Regions from separate parts of the Mus musculus genome. Here region 1 is linked to region 2. Evidence: chromatin contacts called from public Hi-C data. All regions are on one chromosome and are shown on one strand. The core of a region is the stretch at or near the end of the contact, and the rest is flanking DNA. Distances in the headings are between cores, read along the strand shown.

Region 1 (4,534 bases), core at 1,884-4,383, 200 kb before region 2:
TAATTCTGCCATAACTGATGTGGTGGACTGGGGTGGATGTCTCATGGAGAGGCTATATAGAATGGGGATGCTCCATCTTCGCGCCAGAGAGGAGCCATCATTCAGGCTAAGTGCAGACGTCCAGTGCTGCTTCTTCAGCGTCATCCCTGCCTCGGCCTGCACTCACTTGTGCCTTGTGAGGAAGCGAAAGAACTCAATGGTTTCCCAGGTCAGCGTTGGTGAAATTGCTGTTGGCTTGTTGCTGGAACCTTTGGAAAAGAGTAGTAGACATTGTTTAAAAAATTATTTATTTATTTTATGTATGTGAGTACACTGTAGCTGTACAGACAGATAGTTGTGAGCCTTCATGTGGTTGTTGGGAATTTAATTTTGGACCTCTGCTCCCTCCAGTCAGCCCGGCTCACTCAGTCCCTGCTCACTCCAGCCCAAAGATTTATTTATTATAAGTACAGTGTAACTGACTTCAGATGCACCAGGAGAGGGTGTGAGATCTCATTACAGATGGTTGTGAGCCACCATGTGGTTGTTGGAATTTGAACTCAGGACCTTTGGAAAAGCAGTCAGTGCTCTTAACCACTGAGCCATCTCGCCAGCCCAGTGGACATTGTTTATATCTCCCCAGGGAAGGAATTTTCATAATACACATATTCTCGCTTCTGCAGGGCTCAAGTCTTCCTCCTAGCAGTTAAATAATGTTATTATTTTTGCATTTGTGCATCCATCTCAGTCTGCCCTATGCATCATAGTCCAAGGTCTGGGTATCTGTCTGGCATCATGTGGTTCTGTCAAGGGCTATTCTTACTTTGTAGATGGCTGGCTTCCTTCTTGCTCTAGAAAGGGTAGCCAGACAGTGGTGGTGCACGCCTTTAATCTCAGCACTTGGGAGGCAGAGGCAGGCAGATCTCTAAGTTCGAGGCCAACCTGGTCTACAGAGTGAGTTCCAGAACAGCCAGGGCTACACAGAGAAACCCTGTCTCGAAAAAAAAAAAAAAAGCAAAATAAATAAATAAAACAAAAATATTTTAAAATGTATTTTTGCATTATGGTATGTGTATGGGGATAATGGGTTATGGGTGTGAATACAGGTGAATACAGGTGCCCTGGGACGCCAGAGGCATTGGGTTCCCCTGGAGCTAGAGTTAGAGATGGTTGTGAGCCATCCAAATGTGTGCTGGGAACTGAACTCTCATGATCTGCAAGAGCAATTAGGACTTTTAACCACTGAGGCATGCCTCCAGCCCCAGGTCCCAGGGGTTAAAAAAACCAGATTTATTTATGTATGTATGTATGTATGTATGTATTTATGTGCATGCATGTGTATGTGTGGGGGAGCACATGTGAAAGCTGGTTCTTTCCTTCCACCATGTGGGTTTAGGCATCAGACTTAAGTCATTAGGCTTGCTGTCACGTGCCTTTACCTGTGATCCATCTCACCATTAGGCTGTCACGTGCCTTTACCTGTGATCCATCTCACCAGTTCCAGAACCTAGAGTCTTATACTAGGCAAATATTCTACTTCTGAATTGCATCCTCAGCCATTTTAAACATTTTTTTTTTTTTAATTTTGAGACAGGGTTTCCCTAAATATTTTTGGGCTGGCACTGAATTCAGTTTGTACCATGAGTGAGCCTTGAATATGCCATGTTTCTGCCCTAACCTCTGAGTAGCTGGTATTTACAGGCATGAACCACCAGGCTGACTTATCCTTATTTATATATTTATTTATTTATTTATTTATTCTTGACTCTGGCAATGTTATTGTCTTCGTTGGGGTTTCCATTGCTATGAAGAGACACCATGATCAAGACAACTCTTATAAAGGCAAACATTTAATTGGGGCTGGCTTACAGTTTGGGAGGTTTAGTTCATTATCATCATAGCAGCAAGCATGGCAGTGTGCAGTCTGACATGGTTGCTGGAGAAGAAGCTGAGAGCTCTGCATCTTGATCAGAGGGCAACCAGGAGAGACTTGGCATCCTCAGGCAGCTAGGAAGAAACTTTCTTCTGCAACGGGCGGAGCCTAAGCATAAGAGTCCTCCAAAGCCCACTCCCACAGGGACACACTTCCTCCAACAAGGTCACATCTAATTCCAAGCATATTCAAACCACCACAGAAGTACTTGTATTTAATGCATTTTAGTCATTGTTGCCCTCCCCCACCCCACGCAACCCCCAACCCCACCTCATCACCTTACTATTCCTGAAGAATCCCAGAGTTTATTTTCTCTACTAAACTATAATAGTAAGGAGAGTGTTTTCCTGAGGTCTCCTAACCCTAACCCTAAGATGACAAGGGGTCAGGCAGAAGTGTGGTGTGATGGTTTGTATATTCTTGGACCAGGGAGTGGCACCATCTGGAGGTGTGGCCTGGTTGGAATAGGCGTGTCACTGTGGGTGAGGGCTTAAGACTCTCACCCCAGTTGCCTGGAAGTCAGTCGTCCACTAGCAGACTTTGGATGAAGACATAGAACTCTCAGCTCTGCCTGCGCCATGACAGCCTGGATGCTGCCATACTCCCACCTTGATGATAATGGACTGAACCTCTGAACCTGTAAGCCAGCCCCAATTAAATGTTGTTTTTTATAAGACTTGCCTTGGTCATGGTGTCTGTTCACAGCAGCAAAACCCTAACTAAGACATGTGGGAAGCCGGGCGTGGTAGCACACGCCTTTAATCTCAGCACTCGGAGGCAGAGGCAGACGGATTTCTGAGTTCGAGGCCAGCCTGATCTACAAAGTGAGTTCCAGGACAGCCAGGGCTATACAGAGAAACCCTGTCTTGAAAAACCAAAAACAAAAAAACAAAAAACAAACAAACAAAAAAAAAAAAACCAACTTCCTGACATGTGGGTAACTGGGAGATCCACCACTTGTAACTGACACTAGATATAGGCTTGGGGGACAGTGACCCCAACTGGTGGGTCTGCATCGAGTCCAGAGAGTTAGTGTCAGAACCAAGTCTAATTTTTGGACACTTAAGTCAGTGCCTACAGAGAACTGGAGTCTCTCCTGATCTGGAGAGATAAATGTTGTACATTTAGTGCCTGAGTTACTGTGGTTAGAGAAACAGTGTTCCTTGCCTTTCCTATCCCCCACAAGGCTGTCACAAGACCATCCCATGCTTCCTGTTTCTGATTTATTGTACACTGGAGCTGCAAGAATGTAGAAATGCCATCTAGGGGCTGGTGAGATGGCTCAGTGGTTAAGAGCACTGACTGCTCTTCCAAAGGTCCTGAGTTCAAATTCCAGCAACCACATGGTGGCTCACAACCACCCATAATGAGATCTGATGCCCTCTTCTGGTGCATCTGAAGACAGCTACAGTGTACTTAGATATAATAATAAATAAATCTTTAAAAAAAATGCCATCTAGATATAGCACCTTGACAGTGAGGTCAACAAAGTGGGCTGTATACATTGGGCTCTGTATTTGTGTATGTGTGTTTGTGTATGTTTGTTGTAGTATTGTTTGTTGTTGTTCTTGGTGGTGGTGGTGGTGATGGTGGTTTTTTGAGACAGGATTTCTCTGTGTATAACCCTAGCTGTCTTGGAACTTACAAAAGACTGTTCTCCAACTCAGAGAAATCTACCTGCTTCTGCCTCCTGAGTGCTGGGATTAAAGGATGCTGGGCTGGTGAGATGGCTCAGTGTATAAGAGCACCTGACTGATCTTCTGATATGATAGAGGGAGACTCCCTGAGGAACTAGATTCCAGAGAATCAAACAAAAGGTTATCTTGATGATACCAAAAAATTGTTTTGAGATTTGCATATTACAGAATATATAGCCTTGGTGGGTCTCCAGATATCTTGGACTTTCAGCCAGATCCAATCAAGACACAGACATCAGAGGCTAAATCAATCATTGGTGTGGCCTTCTTAAGGCTAACCAATCCTATTTTCCCTACCCTTCCTCCCCCCTCCCCTTAAAAATATCTCAATGCCCATATTCAGCTTGAAAACGTTATGAAGAGTCGTTGCTCCAGTTCCCTGGCCTTTGGGACTGGAGGGGCTTATCATAGGCTGTCTTTCTAGGGAATGTTGAAATGGTCATAGTTGGAACAGGGAGGAATAGCTAGAATTGATTGCATAGCTGTAATCTCATTTTGTAGAAATATTTTTACTTGTTACTAAGTTGATGTCATAATTTCTTATTTTGATACAGAATTTATTTTGATGCAAAATCAAGGTTTTTTTTTTTTTTTTTTTCCCAAGACAGGGTTTCTCTGTGTAGCCCTGGCTGTCCTGGAACTCACTCTGTAGACCAGGCTGGCCTCGAACTCAGAAATCTGCCTGCCTCTGCCTCCCGAGTGCTGGGATTAAAGGCGTGCACCACCACGCCTGGCTGGTATAAATTTCTTGTATTGATACAAAAAATTTAAAAGTATAGGGCTTAGACCCAGTCGTTCTATAACTGTTATTATAAATTGATCTAAGATGATTAAGCCTGTGAGTTAAGGACCAAATAGCAAATTCATGGCTCTGACTTTATTGTTAGGGTGTTTCAGAGACTGTAATTAGAAATAGCTGAGAGCG
Region 2 (4,303 bases), core at 675-3,174:
TTTTTTTTTTTTGAAACAGGGTTTCTCTGTAGAGCCCTGGCTGTCCTGGAGCTCACTCTGTAGACCAGGCTGGCCTCGAACTCAGAAATCCGCCTGCCTCTGCCTCCCAAGTGCTGGGATAAAAGGCGTGCGCCACCAGTGGCAAAACTTTCACTTTTTTTTTTTTTAAGATTTATTTATTTATTATATGTAAGTACACTGTAGCTGTCTTCAGACACTCCAGAAGAGGGAGTCAGATCTCATTATGGATGGTTGTAAGCCACCATGTGGTTGCTAGGATTTGAACTCAGGACCTTTGGAAGAGCAGTCGGATGCTCTTATCTGCTGAGCCATCTCACCAGCCCCCAAACTTTTACTTTTTAAAGATTATATTTCTTCTTCTTCTTCCTCTTCCTCCCTCTCCTTTTTTTTTTTTTTTTTTTTTGAGACAGGATCTCTCTATGTAGCCCTGGCTGTCTTGAAACTCACTATGTAAACCAGAGAGATCTGCCTGTCTATGTTTCCCGAGTTCTGGGACTAAAAGTATGTACCACCACACCCAGCTCAGGTTCCTTTTATTTTTTACTGGGAATTGGTGGGAATGGAGTACTGGTGCTCCTGAAGGCCAGAAGAGGGTATCAGATCCCTTTTGCACTGGAGTTAGTTAGTGGTGAGCCACCTGACATGTATCCTGGGAACTGAACTCTCGTCTCCTGAAGAGTAGCAAGTATTCCTAACTGCTGAACCATCCTTCCAACCCCGGCCTACATAGGGGCTTTTTATGTCCAGAGATGGTAGTGAAATGTCCCTGAGTCTTTACAACCCGCCCAACCCCCATGCCCTGGACCTGACTAACATACAGCACACAGCTGTGGACAGGACACATGAAAAACAGGTCCAGTACGGTGCATTCTTCACACGCCTCACATTGTGGGTGTCCCAGCCTGAGTCACTTTTCTTTCTCAGGCCTCCAGCTTCCTGTTCTGACAAACAGGAGCCATAATAATGCCTTCCCGGTGGCACAATTGCAAGGACTCAATGAGATAATAAGGCAGGCAAAGTGCTGAACACAGGGGTTTGCAAAGTCAGCGGCAATAAATGGGACTGTAGGTCCAGACTGTTGGGTCCCCAGAGAGTTGCTGGGAGCATAGCTGAGAGTTCTCAGGGAAGCTGGAACACAGCTGTCCGGCGTGGGCACCACCCCCTTCCATCCCCAATGCAGCCATAGGCATGGGCTATGAGGAGGAAAGACAGTGGACTTCCTAAGAGGACGTGAAGACGCTAAAAGGGAGAGGGTAATGGTTCACATTGCTTCTATGCGGTCTTTGGGTCACACTCGCTTAAATATTAAGCTCACCTCATTTTGGTTTTTAGGGCTGGGAATGGAGCCCACGTATAATATCAGAGTGCCTCACCCTACTACCAAGTTCCACCCCTAGGTTCTCACTGGAAGATCCCAGGGAGACATCTTACCATTGAACCACTGAAACATTACACCAGAACCCTCACTTCTAGGCAAGTGCTCTACCACTGAGCCACCTGACCAAGCCCTTATTGGTGGAGTCTACATAGGTGGTTTACTACTAAACCATGCCCCTAAGCCCTCACAGGGTAAGAGTGGGGCATTTGGCAGGTGCTGTATACTAAGCCACACTCCCAGCCCCTCTATGGGGGATTCTAGGCAAGTGCTCTACCAGTGCACACCCACGACCCTGTCTTTTGTTTGTTTTAGTGTAGGTATTAGGAAAAATTAATTATATATACAATTCATATTTCTGTTGGAAAGAAGCTGAGTGCTAAGGGAGGAAGGATTCTGAATTTAATCCCATGAAATCCCAGTAAGAAGAAAAGAGAAATATGTAAACAACAGTACCAGGATGTACAGTGCCAGCCAGCCTACTAAGTGTTTTACTCATATCTATGCAGACTTCCCCTTAATCTTATGAATAAGGCATTACTATGATCCTCCTTCTGCAATAATGAAAATGAAACTGGGAGTGTTAACATGTACATACAGCCCAAGGTCACACTGTTCTAGGTGGCAGACAAAAGGCAAGCCCCTTCAGTCTTACTTTAGGGTTTATATCTCAATGGCAAAACTCTATCCCATTTCAGATACCACAAAGGAAGCTAGAGAGTGAGTCTCAGAAATCCAAGACCCACCTTCCACACACTTGAATGCCCAGTGGGCTGGAAGCTGGCGTTTTCCTTGTCTTGTTCCAGACCTAAATTTCAATCCAGATGCTACAGTGTGACTCGGGGCAAGACACTGTGCTTCTCTGAACCTTTGCTTTCTCTTGGGGGCGGTAACAGTAGCTCTTTAGCAGGGTTATCTGAGCAACACATGAATGATAGCTACGGTAACAGTCAAGGCAGCGTTCACCAGCTAGCCTTGACACATTAACCTCCTTTGACTTACAGCAAACAGACTTACCTAGCTTTAACTAAACATCTAATCCTTTCTCAACTCTCCTGTAATTCATTTCTCTAGCTCCCCCATACTCTAACCCTTTGTGATGGCCGGTTTAATTTTGCTAACTGGACACAATCTAGAGTCACCGGAGAAGAGAGTGTCAAAGAGGGACCTTTTGACACAGATCTTTTATTATATCTACTTGGGAGACTGAGGCAGAAGGACTGCAAGTTCAAGGCCAGCCTGGGGGGAAACTTAGTGAGACTCTATCTCAAAAAAAAAAAAAAAAAAAAAGCCAAGGTTACCACTCAGGGATAGAACACCTTCCTATCATGAATGTGGCTCTGGGTTCAGTCTATTGGGGCATGGGGATAAGCCAGGTGTGGTAGCTCTTGTCTGTGGTTTCAGGCCTAAGGTTTCCTGAGGCAGGATTGTTGTGAGTTCAAGGCTAGCTTGAGCTGCATCCCCAGCCATGTCTTAAAAACAGAAACAATAAGCCTTGTGCTGGAATTCATGTTGTAATTCCAGCATTTAAGAGACTGAGAGGCAAGAGGATCTTGTCTGGACCAATGAGATGGCTCATTGGGCTAAGGTGCTTACTGCTAAATCTGATGACCTGAGTCAGACTGTGGAAGTCATGCGGTAGGAAGAGAAAAAAAAATAACTGCCATGAGTTACCTGCTGACCATATGTAGCCATGGCATGCATGTGTGTGTGACATGCACACACACACACACACACACACACACACACACACATTTAACAAACAAGTAAACAAGACAAAGATAAAAGAATCTACATAGATTTCCTACTTAAAAAAAAAAAACAAAAAACAAAGTTGCCAGGCATGGTGGCGCACACCTTTAATCCCAGCACTCGGGAGGCAGAGGCAGGCAGATTTCTGAGTTCGAGGCCAGCCTGGTCTACAGAGTGAGTTCCAGGACAGCCAGGGTTATACAGAGAAACCCTGTCTTGAAAACAAAAAAAACAAAAAACCAACAACAACAAAAAATCAACAACAAACTTAAGGGCTGGCGAGATGGCACTGACTGCTCTTTCAGAGGTCCTGAGTTCAAATCCCAGCAACCACATGGTGGCTCACAACCATCTGTAATCGGATCTGCTGCCCTCTTCTGGTGCATGATACAGCGTACTTATTTCTAATAATAAACAAATCTGTGGGTCAGAGTAAGCAGAGCGGAGTTAACCAGAGAGAGCGGGGCCGACCGGAGTGAGCAGAGGTCCTAAAAAATTCCATTCCCAACAACCACATAAAGGCTCATAACCATCTGTACAGCTACAGTGTACTCACGTACATAAAATAAATAAATAAATCTTTAGAAAAAGAAATCAGTTATAAAAAAAACTAAAAAAGTTAAAAGCCAGCCTTGGCTACCTAGCAAATTAGAAGTCAGCATAGGCTACTTGACACCATATCTCAAAAACCCAAACCACACAGAAAGGAGAGACAGGGATGGAGGAGAGGAAGAAAGAAAAAAGAGAGAGAAGGGGGAAGTAGGGAGAGGGGGAAGAGAAAAGCAGAGGGCAGGAGTCAAACCCTGGCGGCCCATGAATGCTGCTCAGCTGGGCAGCAGCCACACGCACGTGTAGTATGGCTGTTTCACTAGCAGTGGCAACACTGCCTCCGTGCTGCATGAAGCCTGAAGTAATTACCACGCTGCATGCTTGAAGCCCTTCAGTCCGCCACCTCCCCCTGTCACGGGTATTATTTCTTACCAAGCACTCTAAATCAGACATGCTCACAATGGAGCCTGTGCTACCTCTCCTTAATAGTGAGCTAACTAAGAGAAAATAAAGGAATTTAAATAAAAACTGCTTGCTCTTTCATCTCAAGAGCAGATCCCCCACTGCCAAGTGCTCTGGCCAGCACTTCTTCAATTCTTCATCAGT

Evidence for each region. A called contact is a pair of places that touch in the nucleus more often than the background predicts.
Region 1: a contact with region 2 is called in a Hi-C map of bone marrow-derived macrophages, with 28 read pairs. The contact joins two enhancer-like sites. A contact is called at or near these places in 1 of 39 promoter capture datasets (the C10 cell line), 2 of 484 Hi-C or Micro-C datasets (bone marrow-derived macrophages and cortical glia) and 4 of 115 datasets of contacts at active chromatin or transcription factors (bone marrow-derived macrophages, embryonic stem cells and epiblast stem cells).

The regions. Positions count from the first base shown.
Region 1 is chr7:3,596,525-3,601,058 of GRCm38.p6, reverse strand. No RefSeq gene overlaps it. Among named protein-coding and RNA genes, the nearest start is that of Oscar, 17 kb to the left of the region's middle. Within about 2 kb of position 3,133, at least 7 of the 459 cell types and tissues checked have an H3K27ac peak or open chromatin away from gene starts, as enhancers often do. A contact at or near this core is called in bone marrow-derived macrophages, where this site is marked.
Region 2 is chr7:3,397,757-3,402,059 of GRCm38.p6, reverse strand. All of the region lies in intron 1 of Cacng8 (calcium channel, voltage-dependent, gamma subunit 8), which reads right to left. Among named protein-coding and RNA genes, the nearest start is that of Cacng8, 5.9 kb to the right of the region's middle. Within about 2 kb of position 1,924, at least 16 of the 459 cell types and tissues checked have an H3K27ac peak or open chromatin away from gene starts, as enhancers often do. A contact at or near this core is called in bone marrow-derived macrophages, where this site is marked.